Linked DNA regions of Danio rerio: region 1 is linked to region 2. Evidence: chromatin contacts called from public Hi-C data. All regions are on one chromosome and are shown on one strand. Each heading gives the region's core, a stretch centred on a gene start, on an enhancer-like site or on the middle of the called end of the contact. The rest is flanking DNA. Distances are from core to core; before and after follow the strand shown.

Region 1 (4,612 bases), core at 195-2,694, 160 kb after region 2:
GCTGACTCTACCTGCAAATCACAACAGTGTCAGTGATAAAAAATTAAAAAAAAAAAAAACTATTGTGTTTTATTTGACCCTATGTACTTTTTCATTGGTCACACTTTATTTTGATGGTCCGTTTGTTGAATTTTAGTTGCATTGCAAAACATTCCCATTACATTTTAAGTAGACTGTTGGGGTTAGTGTAAGTTGACATGTACTTGCAAGGTTTCTTATAGCCAGTTAAATGTGTTTTAAAGGAGCAGTATAAGCAGATATTAAGCAAACATTCTACTGATACTCAAATGGACCATCAGAATAAAGTGTTACCTTTTAATTTAGTCAATCGGGTTAAAAAAAATTACACTGACAGGAAACGACACTGGATTAAAAACTGTAGTCAATCACACAAGCACCATGCTTCAGTGATCCCTAGCGCTAACCAGTAAGCCACAGCTCCATAGCTGAATGTATCACTTTAGACAAGAGAATGTTTTAAGAAGGTCTGATATGTTTTCTAGCTATTTTTATTGAATCAAAGCCCAGATTTCCAGTGCACTTCTAACATATGTCGAAAGTTTGGGAGCCGATCCAACAGACCCCTTCACAACCGACGCCCTTGCAACATTTGATCACTTCAGATTCAGAAGCCGCGTTTTAAAACAGAACAACGGTTTTCATATTTTCCATACAATTACAGCCATGTGCATCACACACCAAAAAGATTCTTGCGACTGTCTGGAAAACATTACAGGAATGTATTAACTTCCTGGAGCTTTGTTGCATGTGAAAATGCCAACTTGGGCACGCCAAACCCACTTACTCGCAGAGAGATGTCTGTGGCATTCAAAGGTGCACTTACATTGTGCTCTCCCTCTGTAGTGCGCACATCATAGACGTACGCCAAGATGATGTCCACCAAACCCAACCAGACATGAAAGCGCGCTTTCTTATCCAGCAAGTACGAGCGGTTTGTGAATCTCCTCATCTGCTCCCTTTCCTCTTCTGTGAAAGTCATAGCTGGAGGTAAAGAGACAGAGAAAGAGAGACATTCATTGTTGTTCATCAAGTTATCTCAGGGAGATACAGTCAAAGCCGATATCTGACAAATTCACCCTGAAAAACAAGTTTAATGGCAGTGCTCCAGCAAGGGAATGATGGATGCCTCTGCTCCTCTGAGAGATTTAAGAAACAAAAGCATGTTCCCCACAATTATTTTTAAATCAGAGTCGGAGGCGAGGCTTTTGAAGCATAGTAAAGTTACTGCACGGGAAGAGCTTAGTTACAGAGCTTGATTGATGCCCTAAACTGACTTGATACTGCACCAGGGAGGAAGGAGTTGAAGGCAGGGCAGCGAGAGAGAGGAAGAAAAGGGCAAGTCAGCACTTTAGTAGCAGCTGAAAGTGATCCCCTGCTTGGCTGCAGCCCTGCCCCTGATAGAGGCCCTCGTGTGCATGCTTGCATGTCCATACACACACACACACACAGACTTAAAGCTAGTGCTGGCAGAGGTCGACTTCTGGCTCTGTTGGGAGCTGCTGAATTCCAGCGACATGACGACTAAACAGCTCCACCATTTTCCTCCTCTACCTGATTTACCCTCTAACACAGCTGCCTTTGCCTGGCAGGAAACACAGACTCTTGGGAGACCAAAACCAGGAGCTCAGGAGGGAGTTCAGCTCCACCCCTGCTCTAGTCTTCTCTTTATATTACACCATGTCTGTCTGTAAATACTCACTGGCAGCTTTGTGTGTGTGTGTGTGTGTGTGTGTGTGTGTGTGTGTGTGTGTGTGTGTGTGTGTGTGTGTGTGTGTATGTGTGTGTGTGTGTGTATGTGTGTATGTGTGTGTGTGTGTGTAACTGAACTCTTAACACTGCACAAATCACCTTCATTCCAAACGTGTAAGATCATGCTGCTCTATTCAAAACATTACAAGTAAAAGGTGACCAGGGGTTGTGAAAATCCATGCCAAAGAAAACACCACAGGTGGATAGATGTAGCTAAAAATAAATAAAATAAGCCTGTGCATTCCAAGCAATCTCAAATCATCTGACAGATTTAAGTTTAATCTAAATGCATTACTCACTGATATTAGTTGTACATAATCTAGCAAGAAGGTCGCTGGTTCGAGCCCCGGCTGGGTCAGTTGGCATTTCTGTGTGGAGTTTGCATATTCTCCAAAAACATGCTCCAAAATAAGTCTGAAATCAAATACATCTACACATCTTGATATGCAATGAAAGGTGAGCCAATTTGGAATATGGCATGAAAACCTATTTTCTCCACATAAATAAGTAAATAAATAAGTCATAAAAATGATGATGACTTAAAATGTCAAATGAATAACATTAAAACCCATTCGAAAAATAAAAAAAAATGACATAACTCAAAATTAGGTGACATCATTTAATGCACTGTTTCTCAACCACGTTCTAAGAGGATCACCAACGCTGCATGCTTTGTCACAGTCATTACAACTCTCTGAGTCTCTGCTATTGAGCTGATCTGAATCAGATGTGTTTGGTTAAGGACACATGGGCCGTTTCTCAATATGCGTTCTTCAGCAATATTGCGTCCTCATGTGACATCATCTTTAACCATCAAAGTTTAGTTTCAAAACTCAAGAACGCAAGACATTCCCGGATGTGTTCTTGGTATCGAGGATGCGTCGATGCAGATTTGAGCACTGAACTCGCTCTAGATGCCCCAGAAGTCATTGCGAGGTGGGAAGCACAGCATTTCATATAGATTTAATATTAAAGTTCAGAGATATATCTTATTTATCTCAAGAGTTTCCCTAAATGCACCAGTGAAAGTAAACATTACCATAAAAAATCTTAATAAAAGGTATAAACAAATTAAGGGTGTTTATTTGTTGAAATTCGTATTCAAATTTGTTTACAAATTTTTACAAAAACCATTAAGTCAATTGCGATGCTCATTTTGATTAGCTTTTAGTCAATCGTGAGTTTGCGATGCTGTTTTCTCTTTGCACTTTACGTTGCTTTCACTTAAGCAACATCATCAGCTGGAGACAAAGTATCATCAAGGTGTTTTTTTTTTTTTTTTGGCAGATATTTTAGTTTTTCTGTACTGTTTGATGTTTATTTGCAGTTCTTTTTTTAGTAGCAAATTTAATTTTTATTGCTCAAAAAATATTTTTGCTTTGCGATTTTTGGAGATTGCATTAAATTTTTGCTCATTACTTTATTTTTTGTTTGCAAAACTTTTTTTATTTGTCAAGTATATATAGCCCTAGATTGACTCCATACAAATCGGTTCTCTGCGTTCTTGGAATGAAAAACAGTCATGGAAAATGTGCAGAACTGGTGGTCTTTCAGGAACATGGTTAAGAGACACTGATTTATTATATATATATATCCCCAACAGGGCTGCTTTTACATAAATAACAACAATAGTGTTCTAATATGAAATAAAAGTCTTCAATGATTCTCCTAATACTAGTGTATGCGTAACTAAAAATCTTGCCTTATTTCAAAGCTAGCCTACAGACAATACACAAGAGAACCAATTAAGTGTGCATTTTCTTCACCTCCTCCTCATTTTTCTTCCATGGTGCCGAGTGAATTGCATTTCCAGCTGTACGAAAACAAAGGAGTTCTCATGTATTGTGAAGCAGCCAGATTTGAACATATGTCAGTGTCAATGAATTGGCTTGTTCTTCACACAAAGCTATTAAGACTTAGACAGCAAAGAGATATAGGAAAACAGCACCATCATCGGCCACCATGCAGTTTTGTTTCATCAAAAATAGGTGCTGGGACATTTTAAATAAATCTTGAGCTCCACCAAGACCAACAAAAGGTTATGACAGCTTGTCTCTACTTCAAAATAAAAATGGATTACCGTGACTTAACTTTACTGATTTTGTTCAATTAACTCATAACTACATCTAGATTTCCTAAAGTAACTTCATCTACAGACGTTCTCACAGTTTATAGGCATCAATAATGAATTTGTTTTATTTGAGATTACTTGACACATTTCCAAAGCTCAAATTATTGGACACAGGACGTGTTTGCCTTCTTTTTTTGAATGCTGTCATTCATTCTCTGGCAAAAAATGCAATAACAACATCTGACACCACACAGGTGCCCAGACCACAGAACACAAACAGCTATTGGAGTGAGATGGGGGAGTGGAATAATGAAGCGCATACATGCATAAACACATACGGTGAGGCTGTCATCTCCACTGGGACTCAGAGTGTGAAGATACCCGATACACATGGGAAAGCAAGTGCACCACCGCATGAGTGCACACACAAAAATAAAGATATGGTAGATAGGAAAGAAGCAGAAATTTGGATTTACCACAACATGGTGTGATCTCCATGCAGGAAAGCTTCTTATAATGAAACAAGAGAGACTGAAGTCTTTGGTGAAGTCTATTTCAAAAATCTGTGCACTGCATACAATGTCAAGATCATGAATGGGTGCGAGTTTCTTTCTTCCAGCAACCACAAGTGCACCTATTTATTTTGAGAGGCTACAGAGGGAATTCCAGGGGGTGTGGGGGTGTACACAAGGCACAGAACATCATAAGACGTCAATATTAGGTTAGATTTAGGTCATGACATTAGATGACCAAAATTCAATGCCTAGCCAG
Region 2 (4,819 bases), core at 961-3,460:
ACAAAGTAGAGCCATAACTCTCCACCAATATTGTAAGCATAATGGTCTCCTGAAGCTTCCCTCCGTTGGACAGCAGATGATTGGTATGCCTGTGAAATCCCAAAGGCTCCCAAGAGAGGCGGCGCCCGGAGATGATAAGATCCATTCCCATCAAAGGTCAGAGCTGGTCGAAGAATAATGCGGTCAGCATTGGGCAAAATCACATCACATTTCTTATTATCATATTACTGATAGCTTGCAGAGAGACTCGGTGAGGGAAAAGTTTGACTGTACTGTCAAAGAAAGTAGATACAAATAATGAGAGAAATAAAGGAAGACCTGAAAATCTGCAGGGATGCTAGACTCCGTTAAATTAAAATGGGAGATTTTTGGATTTTAGGTTATGTCCCTAATTCAATTCATCTTTATTTCTATAGCACTTTGACAATGTAGAGTGTGTAAAAGCAGCTTCGCATAGAAGATTATAGTAAATTGAAACAGTGTCAGTCCAGTTTTCACAGTTGAAGTTCAGTTTCAGTTGAGTTCAGTCCCGAACAATGCAGTGGCAACAGCGGCGAGGAACAAACTTCACCAACAGGCGAAAGTGAAGGAAATAACCCTCGAGAGAAACCAGGCTCAGTTGGGCATGACCATTTCTCCCATGACTGAAGTCTAATAATAGTGATTTGAAAGCATAAGAAGCCATCTTTCTAATTGCACTTGTGGTATTTGTGCATGATACTGTAGTTCTTTGCAGGTCCTGACCAGGTTCAATGTCACTTTGCCAAATTATTTAAGTTATTTCAATTATCAATAGTAAAATAGCCAAAAATGTAAACAACTTGCACAAACAATGAAACGTGCAGATGTACATATGCATGTGTTGCCAGCAGTTTACCACGCGTTTATAAATAACAGTTATTAACTTAAAACATATTTGACACACAGATATAGTCACAAGTCTTTTTGCATAACCAAGTTTCAGGAACAACAACTAAGATCTTCATAATAATGACTTCTAGTTGATCATTTAGTATCAGAAGTGGCTTATATAAAAGGCAAAGGCCTCTAGATTACGCTTATTTAACCAAAATAAAATATGATCATCATGCCTTGATTTTCAATTACTTAATTAGAACAGTAAGGTCTGACTTTGCAAAGACAAAAGTCTTGTCACTTAACAGAAATAATATACAGTATAGAATATAAAGTCATGCTGCAGTGAAAAAAGAATTAATATTGTGTATGACTCCCATGAGCTTGGAAGACTGCATCCATACATTTCCACAAGGACTGACATAACTTTTTAAAAAAGTAATCTAGAATGGCAAGGAAAGGGTTCTTGCAGGACTCCCAGAGTTCATTAACATTCTTTGGATTCATCTTTAATGCCTCCTCCATCTTACCCCAGACATGCTCAATAATGTTCAAGTCTGGTGGCTGGGCTGGCCAATCCTGGAGCACCTTGACATTCTTTACTTTCAGGAACTGTGAAGTATGAGGAGGAGCGCTATCCTGCTAAAGAATTTGCCTTCTCCTGTGGTTTGTATTGTAATGGCAGCACAAATGTCTTGATACCTCAGACTGTTGATGTCGCCATCCACTCTGCAGATCTCTCGTACTCCACCATACTGAATGTAACCCCAAAACATGATTTCCCCTTAATCAAACTTGACTGATTTCTGTGAGAATCTTGGGTCCACATGGGTTCCAATAGGTCTTCTGCAGTAATTGTGATGATGGGGTTGCAGTTGAACAGATGATTGATTATTAAGATTTACTATAAATATACTAAATCAATGTACGTAAATGATTATGACCTAACCCTACTTTACCATTCAGACACAAAATGTCCTTGTAATTTCCAACCTTTAAACTTGCAGTATTAACTAAGACAGCAATAGCGGATAGTCTTCTACGATACTGCTGTGAAAACCTGTATTATGAATGAGCTCATCTTATCTTCGTCTTCATCATGTAACAAGGCTTAAAAAGATAACATCCTCTTCTTGGCTTGTTGAAAATGTTTGAAGATGACAGAGTAAGGCCACCCTCACAGAAGCCGACCGCTGCACAAACAACCCTCATCCCCCCGAGGAAGCGGTGAATGAGTTTATGTTGCCTTACCTCGTCTTTTCCTTCTCTTTGTCTCCACCTCTTTCCCAACTCATGAGACCTTCTTGGCCGAGGTTCGGAGAAGTTTACTTTGGATATGACTCACATGGAAACTCATATAGAGTAGGCTGCTCTGCTTGTTCCTATGGCCCGCGATGTTGCATGAATAACGGTGTTGCTTATCCTGCAACTGCATTACCTTATACAACAGAGACAGAAAGAGAGACCATACATGAATGAGGAGCAACTTCTACTTCACAGAAATACAAACGTTTTGGGCTCATTCTAAGAAAATGGTGCTATTTGTGTTCCTAATACTTGTAAAAGGGTGGTGGTGGTGGTGGTGGTGGTGGTGATTGAAATCATAATTATCAGATTTGAATTCACTGATATACGTATTGCAATATAAAAATACATATATAAATCATGAATTAATACACGCAAAATATATTTTTAAAATGGTAAAATATGCTTTTCTCTTTAGAAAACAAAGAAAGAAAGAAAGAAAGAAAGAAAGAAAGAAAGAAAGAAAGAAAGAAAGAAAGAAAGAAAGAAAGAAAGAAAGAAAGAAAGAAAGAAAGAAAGAAAGAGAATGACTGAAAGAGAAAGTAAAAATAGGAAAAAAGAAACAACCAAAAACAAACAAACAGAAAAAAGAAAGAAAGAAAAAAGAAAGAAAGAAAGAAAGAAAGAAAGAAAGAAAGAAAGAAAGAAAGAAAAAAGAAAGAAAGAACAAATAAACAAACAGAAAAAAAGAAAAACGAAAGAAACAAAAAGAAACAAACAAACAAACAAATAAACAAACAAACAGAAAGAAAACAAACAAACAAAGAAACAAACAGATAGAAAAAAGAAAAAAGAAACAAACAGAAATGAAGTAAAAAGAAAGAAAGAACAAAAGAAACAAACAAACAGAAAGAAAAAAGAAAGAAACCAGCAAAAATACGAACAGACAAAAAAAACAGAAAGAAAGAAAAAAGAAATAAAACAAACATGCAGAAAGAAATAAAGAAACAAACTCACCGAAAGAAAGAAAAAAATATTATTTGTTTTTTTAATCAAGCATTTTGAATTGACTGTACTGTAACAAATATGAAAACCATCCAAATGCTCCCACAACATCATTTATACTGTAATTGTCTACACCGACGTGAAATTCCAATCTAAACATGGTCAAATAAAGCTACACCCAACAATAAATTGCTTACTTTAAGTGGCTATGCATTCACAGAGTGATGAATTCATATTTGCACAGTTAATGAAGAGAGAAGCACTAATATATATCTTTGCATGTGTGTGTTTGTTTTGGACTTGTACACATTGGCTGGCCAGCCGTGACATTGGAGCCAGGCGGTTAAAATCTAAGTTATTAGCACTCAGATAAATGGAGGTTGCATTTGGTGCAATTTATTCTCATTAATTATTTAGCGGTCAGGGCCTCACATTATGCAGTTCAGATACTTAATAGGAGCAGATCAGCGAGTGGGTCAGGAATGATTACACATTGCACTGGCTGGCAACGAGAAAGCATTTGCTGAGTGGTAATTACTTGAAATGATAAAGCGCTTGCATTAAACGTGATAAAGAGAGGGTTCCAATGCAAAGTCACTCATTGCAAAATTAAGAGAATTAGTAACAATTCTGTCTGCCAGTCATGCAAGGGGTTCACATTACTGAGGTTACACTATAGACCATAATACACTGTGAACACGCACTAATTCACCAGACTGGATATATCTGAGGTTGTATTATTGTGGAACTTTAATCTTCTTCAATTTATCTGCTTTACCTCAATCTTTTTTTTTTTTTTTTATTAAAGTGGTTATATGAAAAAAATCTGTTCAAATTTCCTATGGGTTTGAAACATAGACTATAAAAAATATGGGCATATTAACCGTGACATCACCCATAAGTTTCTGAAGAGCGAAATCCAACGTCAAGCCAACATCTTAAACAATGTCATATTGATGACAAATACTGAAATTTATTCGTCAGGTATGGCAAGCCAACATGACATCATAGTGGTAACGTCTACACAACGGCAAGCTGTTAGACGTTGATATTTGGTTGATTTCAGGTAGGACGTTGGACATTGACGTCGGCCTGACATTGGGTTCTGATGTAAACTCGATTTTTATTTCCAAACAAGAAGCAACATCCCCACGATATTAGGGTAAAATGTCAATCTGGTTTCATTTTGACGTCTTGTGTCTGCTGGGTGTTTAAGGCCATTTTGGTCATCATACAGTAAACGTCTGTCATTTTCTCATCAGTAACATGCATCTAAACAGTCTCTGGGTCAATGCGACAAAGATGTTGTTTTAAATTGTAAAAAAATCTGTGTTTTTGAAACAAATGAAGACAGCAGAAGTCAATAATTCTTTTGAATGATTTAGCCCGACATGTTTACTACAGCAAAATATTTAAATTTAAATTATATAAATGTTTTCCAAATTGAAATATGTTGTGAATGTTTTTTTTACTCAGACATTTAAAAATAATATATTTTAGAGCAGTAATTTCAATACCATAATACTGGAATATCGTGCTATTATATCCAAGGTTATCATACCGTCAGAATCTTATATTAACCCATGCCTACTCAGCAGCCATATTTGTAATGCCCCCAGGCAATTCAGTCCTTTCAATCCTGAATCCTCAAATCTAAAAAACTGCTTGCTGAACTCACAATTAAATTACAAATCAACAATATAATCTGAAGTGG

The links. A called contact is a pair of places that touch in the nucleus more often than the background predicts.
Region 1: a Hi-C map of fibroblasts shows a contact between it and region 2, with 5 times the contacts expected there. The contact joins two enhancer-like sites. A contact is called at or near these places in 11 of 18 Hi-C or Micro-C datasets (caudal fin, embryo, fibroblasts and 3 more) and 1 of 4 datasets of contacts at active chromatin or transcription factors (caudal fin).

Annotation. Positions count from the first base shown.
Region 1 is chr6:46,662,632-46,667,243 of GRCz12tu, forward strand. It overlaps shq1 (SHQ1, H/ACA ribonucleoprotein assembly factor), which reads right to left. Exons shown (of 12, transcript NM_001080600.2): 8 at 845-1,002; 9 at 1-11. Among named protein-coding and RNA genes, the nearest start is that of shq1, 19 kb to the right of the region's middle. Within about 2 kb of position 1,445, at least 23 of the 62 cell types and tissues checked have an H3K27ac peak or open chromatin away from gene starts, as enhancers often do.
Region 2 is chr6:46,503,046-46,507,864 of GRCz12tu, forward strand. LOC141386347 (a long non-coding RNA gene) reads right to left here. Exons shown (of 3, transcript XR_012408176.1): 2 at 2,107-2,293; 3 at 1-163. Among named protein-coding and RNA genes, the nearest start is that of rybpb, 61 kb to the right of the region's middle. Within about 2 kb of position 2,211, at least 3 of the 62 cell types and tissues checked have an H3K27ac peak or open chromatin away from gene starts, as enhancers often do.